Regions from separate parts of the Danio rerio genome. Here region 2 is linked to region 1. Evidence: chromatin contacts called from public HiChIP or PLAC-seq data. All regions are on one chromosome and are shown on one strand. Each heading gives the region's core, a stretch centred on a gene start, on an enhancer-like site or on the middle of the called end of the contact. The rest is flanking DNA. Distances are from core to core; before and after follow the strand shown.

The links. HiChIP or PLAC-seq counts read pairs in DNA pulled down with a chosen protein or histone mark.
Region 2: a contact with region 1 is called in an H3K4me3 HiChIP or PLAC-seq map of gastrula embryo, with 2.4 times the contacts expected there. The contact joins the promoter of znf76 here to the promoter of srsf3b in region 1. A contact is called at or near these places in 2 of 4 datasets of contacts at active chromatin or transcription factors (embryo and gastrula embryo).

Annotation. Positions count from the first base shown.
Region 1 is chr22:639,128-643,400 of GRCz12tu, forward strand. It overlaps srsf3b (serine and arginine rich splicing factor 3b), which reads right to left and starts at 2,519. Exons shown (of 7, transcript NM_001309473.1): 1 at 2,493-2,519; 2 at 2,180-2,239.
Region 2 is chr22:755,090-759,418 of GRCz12tu, forward strand. znf76 (zinc finger protein 76) reads left to right here and starts at 2,061. Exons shown (of 13, transcript NM_001077610.1): 1 at 2,061-2,080.

The sequences.
Region 1 (4,273 bases), core at 1,269-3,768:
TAGAGCCTCAAGGCTTTAAACTTTGTTTGTTTGCATTCCCATAAAGTTAATACAAACAGCTCAATATAATTTACTACACATTCAGTTAGAAATCGTAGTGTTTAAAAATTGAAGTAACTTATAAAACACACAAAAACAACACGCAAAATGAACAGAAAGCGGAGGGATACACGTGAACGGTAGTAGTGAATGAATGGACTGGGATATCTAGCTTTTGTTCGCTGCTTAAAATGGCGTTCGAGAGTGACTGGTAAAACATCACTAAAACAATACATATTAAACATGTCTGCTTCACATGCAATAAGTATGCTTAAGTATAACATAATTGATATGAATAGTGGACTAAAGCATCGCTAATTAAGGGTTTGCAGCAAGAGGCTAACCGCTAATGTGGGTCAATAGTAAAATGGCGTCTGGAGGAAAAGCACAATTATGTTAAAAACGCAAACGCGTTACTTAATAGTGATCAAGAAAATACCACAAACGGCTCGTTTGGAAACATTATTTCGTAATGGAAGAGAAAAAACACAACTCACCGTAATTATCGCGTATTTCTGGCCGTGTGTGTGTGTTTGATTCCTGGCACGGGTCTGCTCCGAAATGGCGCAGCGCGGAAACGCGGACGTACTGACGTGTATTACGTCATGATGGACGCAGAGTAGGCGGGGCTTCAGTTTATGCACATTTATTAGTGCGAGAGAAAACCTGAAACGACGAATAAATGATCATACATTCCCTAAAATCAAATACAAGGAAAACTTACAAATCTGTACTGATAGATTAACAGACCCAGTCACAGGAATTCCAGGCATATACATGCCAATATTAAAGAATTTCAAAAAGATTATCAGATTATCAATAGGGTATATGCCGAGCTATTGTGTTTCCCACATTGATAAACTTCCGGTGATCTGTTATTGTGTTTTTTTTTTCATTTTATTTGGTTCCTTTTACAGCGTCGATGTTGTAATGTCATTAAAATACAATCAGTTAAACAGACTTTGGCTTTCATTTAGTTGCTCAAGCATAAAACGAGACAAAAAGCCGTCTACTCGCACACACACAGGCTAGCGCAGAAGCTCCATTAAATACATGGATAAAATAAATGCTCTGATTATAAAGACATGGTGGGGGAAAATGTCATTTAATGCGGTGCTTTTTGTACAATCTGAGACCCACTTTATATCAGATATCACTCAGCCAGTGGAGATCGCTGATTTTTAAAGAAAACACACCTTAAACGCGCGGTTTTGCAATGGCATTCAGTTCACCGGAAGCGATTAACCCAGTTAACTGGCAAATTAAAAGTCCTATTAGCATGCTTTGGCATTTACCCCATTTATTCTAGGAATAACTGCATTATAAAATGGTTTACATGGGTGGCAGAATAATGCCCTGAGAGGGTGGTAATGTGTCAGGATTCAGCATTATCATCTTTAATTACTCAGAGATCACCCAGAGAAGATTTAATTCATGAGGTATTCACACGTTTGTACCCTATAGATCAGTGGTTCTCAAACTTTTTTCACCAAGTACCACCTTAGAAAAAAATCGCCTCTCCAAGTACCACCTTACGACGCTATTTTTTAACCAGTATTAAAAAATAGCGTCGTAAGCCTAATTAAGCAGCTACAGGTGTGTACAGTTTTAAAACGATGCAGATTACTTCCTATTAGTAAGAATATGTTTTATTGTCAGTCACTTTAAACATTTGAAATAGTCTGAACATTAACTGTGCTTGTGAAATTAAAAGTTCTTGTGAAATCTTTTTTGTACTTGTAACCGGTGTTCGCACTCTCTGCGTTGTGTACAATTATGAGACAGGCCACTGGTACTGCTGATGGTGGGTTTATTGTCACTCAAGCGTCAGATCAGAGCAAACTGGATGAATCAGAAAACAGCACAGTAAGTTGATATGATTTCGTTTGTAAATTTCCCCACCTCTCCTCAGCGCGCTCAATGCGGTCTGAGCAAACATAACAATAACATCATACCCAATTAAAACTGGGTAAACAGATCACAAAAGTACAAAAAGTAAATAAATAAAAATAACAAATGATTACATTTCCATACATTGTGATATTAATTAATCTTCCCCTATCTAACTTTATATTAGAAATTAATGTAATTGCGAAACAAATGTAAACACAAAGAAGCATAAATGTACATAAAACAATACCTGGATGAATCAGAAAACAGCACAGTAAGTTGATATGATTTCGTTTGTAAATTTCCCCACCTAACAAATAAATAGCAGTTACAAAGTGTTAGAAGGTCATTCGAAATCACTGTGTCCAGTATACATACTTATACACACATACTCAATCAACTGTGCTCAGTAAAGTGATTAATTTTATCCATCCACATGAAGAAAAGTACTTCCTAGTTAATATAGAACACTCTTACAAACAATACAATCGCATATTTAAAGCTTATTTAAAGTTCTGACAACTTTTAGAACGATTCTCCTTGGAGCACCATTAAAAGCTCACCTCTCCTCAGCGCGCTCAATGCGGTCTGAGAACCCAGCGCGGCAACCGGAAGTGACGTTGCGCGGCAACCGGAAGTGACGTAGCGCGGCAACCGGAAGTAACGTTGCGCGCAAAACAAATATAAAACTATTTTCATTAAACAACACATATAGAGTAAAAACTAAATTCTAACATATGTCTAAACAAATTGATGCAAAACAAATGCACGAAAATTAAAAAGGAGGGACTATTAGTGAAATGCATTAAATTAATACTCTTATTATCACCCGTCACATTCACCCCTCCTGAATTTCACTAATATCCTGACCGAGATGACATCGATCTATCATAACCAGATTTTTAGCAAATCTTATTCGCAGTTCAACATTGCAAGTTACCCACTTAACGGGTTAAGAAAAGCCCAAGGTTGATCAAGTCCTAGACATTCTTAGAACAATATGCTGCCTTGTACAACATACAATAATCTGGTAAGATTTTAACTGAAATTCTTACGGCGCACATACTTAATTGTTATTTTTGCATCATCACAAAACTGATCTAAAATAAGGAAAGAACTGATCCTGATCTCCTTGTTAAAAGTGAGCCAACCCTCTGAACATAAAATGGCCTTTGCGCCATAGATTCTATCAAGCGGCTAACTTTTTTTACCATTCTACCTGCACGGGTTTTAACACCTTGTGTGTCAGTGGGACAATGTGTTGGTGCGTTAGATATGGTGTTATCATCTGGATCATTTAATGTATGTGGTCGTGGTTCAGAGTTTTTGGCGAAGGACGCAGTTTCTAAATCGGACACCGGATCAGGACTACCCTCATTGACTTCAGTTGCATTAAGGTCTTGTTCACAGAAACTGCCTTCACTTAGATTAGAACAACTGGATCCTATGTCATCATCTTCTTCAGGCTTTTGTCTTTCACTCTCATCCTGTCCATCAAGTATCCATCCTTCCGTTCCATCAAAGTTCTCTTCCTCTTCCAAACTGGATAACTCTGGTGCATGAGACTCTGTTTCCTCATTCTCAGCAGTAGGCTGAGTATCTTCTTCATCTTGAGATTGTTCAATTGGTAAGAAGCTAATATCCAGTATCAGGTTGCGATGCACCACTTTGCATTTTCCATTGTTGTCAACCAGCTTGTATATGTTTGTTTGAAGATTTCTGTCTCTTACAGTATAAACAGTTGGATCCCACTTATCTGCAAGTTTTTTCTTTCCTCGTTCACTCTTGTTTGCAAGAAGCACCCTATCTCCAACGTTCAGACACATGCCCTTGACCTTCCGATTGTAATTCTTAGCCTGCTTTTTCTGCTCCTTCTCTGTGTGTTTCTGCGCAATGCATGCAGCTTCATGAAGGTAAGACATAAGTGTTTTTGCGTAACTGCCATAATCAACAATCACAGGATCATGTAATGCTTGCGCAAATACAACATCAACTGGCAGCTTGGGAATGCGACCAAACATTAACTGGAATGGCGCATAACCCGTGGTCTCATGCACGGTGGAGTTATACGCAAATGTCAAAGTCTGTATATGTTCGGGCCACTTCTGTTTTTCCTTAAGAGGCAAGGAGCGAAGCATATTGCCCAAGGTCCGATTGAATCGCTCTGTTCCTCCGTTCCCCATGGGGTGGTATGCCGTAGTGTGCGACTTCTCAACACCTGCCAGCTTAAGCAACTCTGCGATGAGGGTACTTTCAAAGTTGGTCCCTTGATCTGTATGAATGCGAGATGGAAAACCATAAATACAGAAGACATGATCCCACAGTTTTTTTGCAATTTGTTTTG
Region 2 (4,329 bases), core at 811-3,310, 120 kb after region 1:
TAATTGGAACCTTTATTTTAGCAGGAAAACTGCTAGAGATTTGTAATCTCAGGATAAACAATTAACCAAAACATATAAAGGCTCCAATAATGTTAGTTAAATATTATATATATATATATATATATATATATATATATATATATATATATATATATATATATATATATATATATATATATATATATATCCATCCTTTCTAAATCCAATTATTTACATAATTTTGTGATATATAACTTTTATATTTTAGTTGGTTTATATATATATATGTGTGTGAGTATAAAAGTGCTGTGCATGTCTATTTTCAAGTGTGTTTGTGTGTGTATACCAGCGTTAACATTAGCCATTTAAAACATGTTTGGTGCATCTTTGATTACAGTTAATATGTACAGCTCAATTATATTCTACAAGGTTTACATTTGCTTGCTGAAAGTGACCCCGTGTGACGTCCCAGTATCGGTCGATTCTTCCGCTTCCAGGTTATAAAGCACAGAGGCGCACCAAGAGGATCAGCAGCTGTAATGCTCTCTGTGACCAGCAGAGGCGCTGTGAGGATCAAACAGGAGAATACATATACTTGGTCATTATTTTGATTGTTTTTAGCAGTTCACGTATAGACACACATAGTTAGATGTAAATAATGTCTGTATGTGTGTACCATTGCACTTGCAGAGCTGAGACAAGATTAATGTGCATTATTTTCTCTTTTAGTCTACATAAATAAATAAAATACAATAAATGGGAAATTTAATAAATAATAAAAATGATTCTTGTTAACTTCCGGCCACAACCATATCCAATTTAGCAACAATTACCAGTTTTTAATTTATCGATCATTGTTTGTAATTTCCTGACAATAAATGTAAATGTTTGTAATTATTTATTGCCGTTTATTAGTATTTAGGTGACTTCCAAAAGTTGATTTCGAGGAAGAAAATGAAAGCAGAAAGAGCATTGAATAATACCACTATTTTTTAAATCAATATTTGGTATTCAATAACATATCCGCTTTAAATGCTGACTTTTTAATGTTGTTATATTTATAAACCTAAAACAACAACACCAACATGACTGTGTGTTTATATCAGCGCACACTCTGGACCTGAACACAGTTTTCTGTTGTTGTTTTCACAAATAATCTTCACCCAGACATTGTTTTTCCCTTAAACATATTGTTTTTGGCCTTTATGAATATACCAAAGGAGACAACTGATTTTATGTCATGAATTACAATTTTACTTTAGGAAAATGTTGTATTTATAAATGCAAATACACTAATAATTAGCCATTTTTATCTGATTTTATTTGTAAAATTAAACATAAATATATCTATTAAAGTCTATTAAAACAAAATAAAAATCCAAAAATTGTAAAGCTAAAATAACTTTTAATGTATGTCAAAAATATGATATTAATAACTGGCGATTATTATTGATTTATTATGGTCACTGTGCTTGGATTTGTGCTATTTTGTGTATTTGTGTTTTCATTTACATTTTAAGCCCCTGTTTAGTTTAGTTTTCTAAACTTTTCTTAATAAAAATTAATTCATATATTTATAATAATAATAATAATATTTATATATATATATATATATATATATATATATATATATATATATATATATATATATATATTAATTCATATATTTATAATAATAATAATAATAATAATATATATATATATATATATATATATATATATATATATATATATATATATATATATATATATATATATATATAATTGTTATATTTATTATACAATAAATATATATTAAAATAATTTAGTTTATTCTATAACATTATTTAATATTATAATATTTATTAATATAATGAATTAATTAATTAAAACAATTTATTAAGGGCATCCGCTGCGTAAAACGTGCTGGAATAGTTGGCGGTACATTCCGCTGTGGCGACCCCTGAGGAACAAAGGGACTAAGCCAAAGGTGAATAAATGAATGAATACAAATCATCGCGCGCCCCCTGCTGGAGGACTTGACACACTGCGGCGGCTCTGCTGATCGGCGGCTCCGCGTGCACGTGAGTCCACCGCAGTGCATGTTGGGCCGCTGGCGGTGGTGAGTATCCCAGCCTGCGCTGCTGCTGCTCCACAGAGAATGATGGGATAGTGGAGGACACACAGCAGATTCTGCACACACTCTCTCTCACACACACACACTTCATTTACACCATTCTCTATCTCTGTTCTTCTGTGTGTGTGTTTAGGCGCGCGCGCGTGAATGTGTCAAATGCGAGGCCGCGGCCGCGCGCGTTCCGCGTTCAGCACTGAAGAGGGTTTAATTTGTTTAAACAACACACATATTCCCATCACAGCTCATTTACACGCTGTCCCTGAGCTCCTCAAACACACCACTGCAGTATTAGTGGGAGCTACATGAACACAACATGGCAGTTTTGAGTATTTTCCCGCTGCAGCGTCTTAAATGCTTCTTTTAAAATGTATTTTTGTGGTTAATTAAAGATAGAAATGTTGGCTAGAGCTGTAATGTGCAACTGTTTCTCAATAGGAAAGTGTTTAAATTGTAAGTGTTAACTGTTATGAGGTTGTTAATGGATTGTGTCTGCTTTTGGTAAACACACATATGTTCACATAAGTTTAATTTTTAGTACATGGTTAAGGCCCCGTCCACACGTATGTTGTTGATAACCGGACGTTTCCCTACGTGGTTTGTATCGGTCACTGAAACATCACTTAATAACTCTGAAACATTACTTAGCGAACTCTTGCCAGTGTGGAGTGTCGTCATGTAGCTGTTTTGAATTGTTACGTTGTTTTCGCTGTTTTCTTTACACGTTTACTTGATTCGTTAACCTTCTGGAACTTGTGCGGAAAATCCAATTGACGCGAATTCCACAAGATTACGACAAGCATTCTGCATCGCTTCACAATGAGGTCTGGCGGAAGCTTACCTGTATTTGTGCGTTTAAATGTACTTTCTACGTTATCTTTGTATGCTAATATTCTTCCAGAACCAATAATAATGTAATTCGACAATAAAAAAGAAGCACAGGTAGTAATAACGTTTTTTCAGGCTTCTGATTGGCTGACTTCACAGTGAACTGTATTGAGTCGGAAATGTTTGCACTTTAAAAATAAATATGACCTACACGTTGAGTTATTTGCATTTACAAACTGCCTCTGAAACTTTTATTCGCATTAAAAACAGTCAGACTTGGGTTGATTTTCTCAATTTTTCAAGACAAAAAAACACGTGACAATTTCAGACGCCAGTGTGTTTTTGCAATTTCGTGTGGACGAATGTTGTCACGAAATTGGAATTCGATATCAAACGGTACTAAAATTTTAAAAACGTCTATATTCCACTAACATTTGAGCGCGTTCTTAATCGGCGCTGATTAGCTATTGTGTTCAGGTGCTCTACAGAAATGACTGATTCTCCGTGAAGGTCAACAGTTTACCGAATTCACCGCTGTTTACTAAGTGTAACCATAGATACCATAGGACACTGGAGCGTTTCAAAGTCACGAAGATCAGCTGTTTTGTCTATAAGCTGACATACGAGCGATCCGCTGATGAATCGTGGCTATAAAAGGCTCCAGTGTTCCTGTATCTGTTGCTACATTGAGTAAACAGCGGTGAGTTTGGTGAACTGATGACCTTCACAGCCAATCACAGTCATTTTTGTTGAGAACCTAAACACAATGGCTGCGTCGGAAACCGCTCACTTTCGTACTATATAGTACGCTAAAATCAGTATGCGAGCTGAGTAGTATGTATGAATTCATAGAATTGGAAAATCGGTATGCGAGAAATACCCGGATGACTTACTACATCCAGCGAGATTCTGGGGTGCGCATCCCATGCATGCTGCGCTATCCCATAATGCCCCGCGAGCAAATTCATGAATGGAAGCAACGCAATTGATGCAGGTATGTCACGTGACCCTGACAAAATGGCGGATGTAGTACGTCCGAATTCTAGTCACACTTTTCACGTTCATACTTTATAGAACACACTTTTGTAACGGCCGAACAGTACGTGTAAATTCAAATGCCGTACCTACTGAGTAGTAGGCGGTTTCAGACACAGCCAATGGCTAATCGGCGCTGATTAAAAACGCGCTCAAATGTTAGCGGAAAATGGTTGTTTTTAAAATTTTTGTATCGATTGGTACCGAATTCCAGTATCATGACAACACTACTGTGAACACAATTTGTTTATTACATAAAAGAGAAAAACTCATACCAGTATGTGTGTAGACTACCCCAAACAGCTGAATTTGTGCTGAAGAACTACATTACCCATGATGCTGTGCCGAAAGGCCACCAATCAGAGGGCTGAAAT